2 separate regions of the Aedes aegypti genome follow, and region 2 is linked to region 1. A link is a contact called in public Hi-C data. All regions are on one chromosome and are shown on one strand. The core of a region is the stretch at or near the end of the contact, and the rest is flanking DNA. Distances in the headings are between cores, read along the strand shown.

Evidence for each region. A called contact is a pair of places that touch in the nucleus more often than the background predicts.
Region 2: a contact with region 1 is called in a Hi-C map of whole pupa, with 4 times the contacts expected there. The contact joins two enhancer-like sites. A contact is called at or near these places in 2 of 2 Hi-C or Micro-C datasets (whole body and whole pupa).

Annotation. Positions count from the first base shown.
Region 1 is chr2:357,320,556-357,324,244 of AaegL5.0, forward strand. All of the region lies in intron 2 of LOC5565997 (probable nuclear hormone receptor HR3), which reads right to left. Among protein-coding and RNA genes, the nearest start is that of LOC5573405, 190 kb to the left of the region's middle. Within about 2 kb of position 1,711, at least 3 of the 3 cell types and tissues checked have open chromatin away from gene starts, as enhancers often do.
Region 2 is chr2:357,390,144-357,393,832 of AaegL5.0, forward strand. All of the region lies in intron 2 of LOC5565997 (probable nuclear hormone receptor HR3), which reads right to left. Among protein-coding and RNA genes, the nearest start is that of LOC5573405, 260 kb to the left of the region's middle. Within about 2 kb of position 2,113, at least 3 of the 3 cell types and tissues checked have open chromatin away from gene starts, as enhancers often do.

The DNA of each region.
Region 1 (3,689 bases), core at 461-2,960:
TAAGAACATTCGTGCAATAAGCTTCGAAAAATGAACATTTGAAAATTTTGCCTCACACATATGTCATCTTCTTAACAGTTTGCTAAAGGACACCTCTTACGAAATGTAAGTTTTCATCCGGAAAAACTGCTTCAACCGAATAATGTATGTTGCCTAGTGAGACCAAATGAATAAATTTAGCTGGTGAGCTATCATATCTACTGTTTTAAGCTGGAAATCGTGTTATTTCCACTATGTCGATAACTGGTACAAGGAGTGTATGAGAGCCCAATTATGGCGATACTCTGGAGGCAGTTTGTTTACATTTTTTGATCTGTGAAATAAAAGAAGTAAAGCTGTTTTACTGGTGACTTCCACGACGGGAAGGTTCGGTAAGGCATTATCTTTATGTTTTGTATTCAATTGCTATGATTTTTCAATCACACGTTCGAAAATGTTTGCAACGGAAGATGCTAATTTCATGGTAGAGGGGGGTTTTCAGTGACACTCGATTTTTGAATTTTCCCTCTTTTTTCCTTAGAATTAGGCGCTGAATAGGTAATGTGAGTTTATTAATGCTGTTTTGCATCATAATTTGCGTTTTCACTACATTTCGACTCATTTTCGAAAATTAATTTGCTCCCATGAACCCATTGCAATAAATTGATTTAACATGTATTTAACACAAAACTTTTGGAAAATTTTATGAGCAATCACTTCATTACTTATTAGCGTTGTATTATCATTCGCTCTGGATGACGTTTGAGTTCATTTCGTGCAAATATTCGATAGTCCATAATTGGGACACTTTTATGTCGAATGCTAGGAACTCTATTACCATAATTGGTACAAAGACAACGCTTTTTAAAACCATTTTTTAAAAGCTTAAAGTCAATTTAGTACTAAAACTGTTTAATTCAACTGCTTCGCAAGGCTTCAAACTAGTAATTAACACCAACAAGTCATGCTTACGTTTTAGGAACGCGGTTAAAACTTGATTTTTATCCATACTGTTGACATATTGCATCCATAATTGGTACACCTACCCTAGAGAATTTGTAGAGATCTGTATTAAAATAGCGACCAAGTCTCTAAAAGATGTAAATTCAATGGTAGAAATTTAAATTCACGATGCTTCTACATCAGAATTGTCAAGTTGCGTTCCAAAACACGTACACACAATAATTATTCGTGATATTTTCTCCACAAACCGTAATTCCCTTAAATATGCCGAAGAATTACCTTATCAACAAAATTCAAATTAAAAAAGATCTTAAAAGTTTGTATTTAGATTTCTGTAATAATTCAAATAAAATCACCCATGTTCACAATTATTATGGGAAACTCATCCCAGACAACTCAAGTTATAAAAACAAAATTTTCTGGACTTTCAACTTAAAATTTCGAATTTCTGGCCCAGAGTGCAGCAATCGAAGTCAGTCGGAGCAGGAGAAGCGTCCGAGAGGAGGATGATGATAATCATGTGCAAAGCGAAAGATTACGTCACATGTGCCTCCTCTTTCTCTGCTTCGAAACCGACCGATGCGATGCGATGCGAAGACGACGACACAAGGATCATTAACCTCTCGCGCCGTAGCACGCAGAGTACCGAACCGACGACTGCAGCACATCTGATTCCGAGTGGCACTCACAGCCGCAGCGAGGAATGACAACAAACCGCGAGTGTCCGCGAGTCGGGAGTGCAGCACACTTGTTTCGACTGAGCGGTGAGATCGGCGGTGCTCCCGCACGACGGTCGCAACAATGGGAGTGGGTGGGCCACAAGAAGACTCAGCATGGTGGCGGCGTCCCGTCGCACTCACAGAATGTGTGAGCGTGAGCGCTTCGAGAATATTACGGCGTGCGGCCAAAATGCGGGAGAACCGCGGCCGTCCCATCCCGTCATCCTTCCAGCACCGACCGTTACCTTTCGTCGTCGACGACGACGACGGTGCTGGTTGGTGTGAACGAACGACCCAGTCGGACACAACCATACGCGCCAGAGCGGGACGGGTGAAGCGGACACGTTCCCGCGGTGCGAGTCTCGGGAACAGAACGAGACGGGAGAACGGCTGAGCGAAGCGCAATAGGTTATTGAACTGAAGCAAAACAGAGAATCAGAGAGCGGGAACGACGCTCTTGCCCGATGGTGTCGGTGTCGGTCTGTCGGTCATTCTGCTGCTGCTTCTTCGTCGTTGGAGTTGTCTTCGCCGTCGTCGTCGTGGTGTTGATTCTTGGCTTGAACCGTTCGTCGTTATCGTTGGGCGAAGAGGAGCGGCGGAATAACGTGAGAATTTTTCTTCTGTGATTTATTGGCGGGGGAAGAGGACTATTTTTGGTGGATTTAATTGTGATGGGTGTACGACAGATGAATTATTGTCAAACGTTACACGCGGAATGCTTGCTTGGGGATGAGGTACTTTGCCAGAAAAATGTGGAGAATTCTTTTTCTCAGCTGAGACGGAATAAAGCGCAAGGGGTCGATGACCTCAGGCGCGGAAAGATTGAGCCGTTTGATTGAAGGATTGGGTCGTTGTTTTTATTGGATTGTGAATTTTTTAAGGAAATGAATGCATTTTTGGATCATGATTAGATGTAGTTACATTGAACATAGAGTTTAGTAGCGGAGATATAATATACTCTTTTAGGGAGAATTAAACTCAATTTGTCGAAATTGTGATTAATCATGTACAAAACATTACTTTCATCAAATTCTAATTTTTGAAACCCTGTTGAGAAAAATTTTAGGTTCGTATGCAAACAAGATTGAACAATAAAGTACCTTTTACGAATTTTTAAAAGGTGAGCAATTCGGTCGTTTATGTAAAAGTCATTAGTAGGGTCATGTCATCTTAAAAACTTCGAAAGCAGTTTCCTATTTCAAAACTGAAATGTTATCAATAAAAATATAGTTACAGTGTAATTTTTGGAGAAAAGAAAATATTTTCATAAAAACTGATTTGGCTTTTAAATAAAAAATATATTTTTAAACTGGAATGAAAAATAGAGGAAACAAATGAGACCGATTCATCGAAAGAAGGTCGTTCCCTAATTTCCTTCGAATCTGCTTATTTTTGATTATAACTCCATGTCGGAAATGTATCATGTCTCTTAACAAACTTGTTGCAATAAGCTGATTTTCAAGAAGTTCACCGGATTATCATTCAACTCAACTTTTGTAAAAGAACAATCAGCTACTTGATGCAATTACTGTTTTTTTTCGTAAATTCATTTTGTAATCGTAGAACCCAAATGTCTAGGAATTTGTTAAAGCACACGCAATAACAGGAATTTCATTTGATTACTCAGAACCATAGTCTTTGTAGTCTTAGTTAGAGATTGATTCATGTTGCAGACAGGTTGTAAAATTTTAAATAACGTTTTTTAAATTGCAGGAAGATATTCAAGTTTCGTACCATTGCTGATGGACTCTTTTATTTTCCACATAGGGTAAAGAACTACTTGGAAACTTTTATGGCATGGCATGAGATACTTTGATTGATCGGATTGTATGAAATTGTGGGCAAATATGAGTTTATGCGTCTAGGCTTAGAGGTGAGAGAACAACCCTTGTCAGGAATAGGGTCTGTCTCCATAGGTATTGAAATACCAAAATATTCGTAGGGGTCAATATTTTGAAAAAAAGGTCAACAGAGCTTCTTGAGTGAAAAAAATATGCTCAAATACCACTGATAACATTTATAGTCCAT
Region 2 (3,689 bases), core at 863-3,362, 70 kb after region 1:
TTCTAAAAGAAGCTTTTCCAAGCTTTAAGAGAAGGTGTTCCAAGCTTCTAGGAGAAGTTTTTCGAAGCACCTGAGAGTAGCTTTTCCAAGCTTCTAAGAGAAACTGTTTTCAAGCTTCTAGGAAAAGTGTTTTCAAGCTTCTAGGAAAAGCTTTTCCCATCATCTAGGAGAAGATTTCCAAGCTTCTAGGAGAAGCTTTTCCAAGCTTTCAGAAGAAGTTTTTCCAAGCTTCTAGGAGGGACTTTTCCAAGCTTCTAGGAGAAGCTTTTCCAAGCTTCTGGGAGAAGTTTTTCCATGCTTCTAGGAGAAGCTTTTCCAAGCTTCTAGGAGAAGCTTTTCCAAGCTTCTGGGAGAAGTTTTTCCATGCTTCTAGTAGAAGCATCTCCAAGCTTCCAAGAGAAGGTTTCCCAAGCGTTTAGGAGAAGCTTTTTCAAGCTTCTAAGAGAAGGTTTTTCAAGCTACTAGGAGAAACTTCTTAAAGAAGCTTGGGAGTGCTTTTCCTAGAAGGTTTGTCACTGTCGTTGAATAAATTTATTGTTTAAAGTCCGAGCCGACAAACAACTCGATCGACCGGACCTTAAAGCAAGTAATCACACCGACCACAACTTTCAGTGCCCGCGAGAGCCGGGACGCACTACTGACATACACACCACTCGGGCACACATACACTCACACTGTGCACCAAGCTCTTCGGTCAACCCGACACGACATTAGTAAACAGCACATGCGTAAATCAGCAATGTTGCGCAACGGTCAGTGTTATTCGCATTCGGCTTGCGCCATTTGAGCCTCGTCGCCGCCATCCCTGTCCAAATGCATACAAACACGCAAATGGATTTCTCCGATGGACATCATCAGTTTGCAAATGCTGCGCAGCAATCTACACGCTCGTTGTTGCTGTCCCGCTTCCTCCTTGTAGAGGTCCATCTTGAGGAATTTGTGTGTGCGTCGCAAGACTAGGTTTTTGTGCAATTAATTTGCATGGGACACCGATTGGTCAGGCCATTTCGGGCCGAATTTGCGTAGGATTCAGTGATTTGTGGGATTGGCGTAGGATTGACGGGTTAGTGAGGCGTGTTTTTTAGTTTGTGATTCATTGTTGACCTTTTGAGAGAATTAGTTTTTTTTTCCAAGTTAATAAAATCTCAGCTTTCAAAAACCCTTTTTTTTGTTTTATGATAAACAAATAAAATTCACCAAGTCTTCATCATTTTGAACACGCATTTGTCACCCCTATTCTTCTTTCATCCATATCTAAGAGCCGGAATGCTCCGAGCTCCATAATTACTTCCTATATTAGCCTCTTTACAGCTGGAAAAGAACCGCTACCAAAGTACAACAAACATTACGAGGCGGTGCATCTTCCCCTTCTCCACCTTTCGCGATCCGACACACATCGTTAACGCGTGCCATCATCATCGTCGTCGTCATCAGCTGCCTGCATCTCCGGAGTCGGGGTCCGGAGTACAGTTAGGTATATTTGCGTTGATGCACTGAAGTATTCCTTGGAAGCAGAAGGAGGCAAATAGTCCCATCATCATTATAAAATGTTGTTAACCTCCAACAACAATAGGAGCGAAACGCTTTAATCGGGAGAGAGAGAGCGCGATCACGAAATGTATCAAAACGCTCTCTTTCTTGTTCTCCACCGTTGCGAAGAGCGACCGCGACAAGAAAGAGAGTACAAAAGCATAGAACGAAAACAGAGAGTGCGTCGCCGAGTGAGAGCCGAGCTCATCGGCTCTCGCGCTCATCGTGTTGGATCTTCTTCGCTCTTCGTCTCTTTCGTCGTTCGTCGATGGAAGAAGTGGTGGGTGTGGGTATGCGTTGCGTGTAGAGCGAAACCAAGGCGAATCTGCTCGATGGTTCCCGTCGCAAGTGCATTGACCCAACGTTAACGGTGACCCACTTTTGCGCTCCTCGGTGTTTCTCTTCGTTCGTTCTGTACCGTTGTTCGGGGTATGAGGTGTGGGGAGGTGCGGTCTGAGAGGAAAGAACGAAGGCACGGTGCTTTGTTGGTTGCGGCGGCGGCTCGAGCGAATGATGTAAGGGGATGGATGCACCACTGCTGCAAGCAAACACGGTCTCGCTCGATACACGCGAGCACGCCGAGGAAGACACGGGGGCCAGTTGGGTAGCGAGCGATGCACATAGCGATGATGCGATGGTATGTGCATCTCGGTACGGTTCTTTGGGTTTTGCTGTTTTTTTTAGGTTCGAGATATTTTTTTTAAAGATTGTTCATCTGTTACTGGATGATCTCAGAAATTCTTCTGAGAACGTGGTGGTTTTTATCGTTGAGTATTTCTAGAGATTTTTCTGGGAAAGAAATGCAATAGTTTCATTAAAGAATTGTAGCTTTTTTGAATAATCATCTTTAAATCTTAACCATAATTACAGATTAATCAAATAACGATTGATAGTAGGCGTCGTTTACCTTCATTACTCTATCATTTCGATTCTCATCGTAGTAAGCGATCCTTTCGATACCTGTAGTCGGATTTGCCCACCACTCACTTTGCATGCTTTGATGTTTTCGTTGTTATTTTTTTGTTACCATAGGAGCCGGGTGCTTACAAATGATAAAATGTGGATAGGCTGGAGTGAGTACTATTTGAAAAGTATTGGTTTCGAGAGCTGCTACAAATATAAGAGAAGATTTATTACAAAAGCAGCCATTTCAAAAAAAGAGAGAGAAATTGTTTCATTGGTACAAAGGAAATTCCTGATCTAAGACTGACAATAGAAGATTATAATCATACTTTTTTGATACTTAGCTTCTTGGACAAAACTCACAGTTTTTATTCGGAAGCTCTGTCAGGGCTACTTGATAAGACTAAGAATGCATTGACCAGAAGAATTAAAGAGTTGGGAAAAGCTTATCAAAGCAGCTTGAGAAAAATTCTTGAAGAGCTGAGATGCATTTGAAAGAAGCCTGGAGGAGTTTGAAAAGCTTATCAAAGCAGCCTGGAAAAAAATCTCAAAGAAGTTTTAAAAATATTCTAATGAATTGGAAGTCATTTCATTATTCGGGCCGTATAGAGGCGAAAAAACTTCCCATAGTATCTTAGGATAAAAACGAAAAGCGTGAGAAAGCTGTTCAAAGAAACTTGGAAAAGCTTTTCTGAAGAAGCTTGGAAAAACTTCTCAAACAATTTTGAGGAAATTTTCCAAAGATTTTTGCGAATAGGCTTATGGAAGCTTCTCATTAAAGCTTGGAGTATCTTCTCGAAGAATTTTTTGAGAGTTTCTTAAAGTAACTAGAAAAAAAATTTGTTAAAAACTTGGAAATACTTCATCTTCATTTAGAAATCCATTTCAGGGCTTCTTGGAAAAGCTAAGAATGCATTTGACAGAAGAATGAAATAGATTGGAAAAGTTCATCAAAGCAGCTTGGAAAAAAATCTTGAAAGCATTTAGAAGCTTAGAAGAATTTGGAAAGCTTATTGAAGCAGCTTGAAAAAAAAAACTTTCAAAGAAGTTTTGAAAATCTTTTCAAAAAATGGGAAAACATTTCATTATTCTGAATGAATAGAAGAGAAAAAAACTTTCCAAAGTATTGTGGAAAGAAACGAGAAGCGTGAGAAAGCTGTTCAAATAAAATTTGAAAAGCTCTCTGGGGATACTTCTCACATAAGCTTAGGGAAACTTCTCAAAAAAGTTTGGATAAAGTTCTAAAAAAAATATTG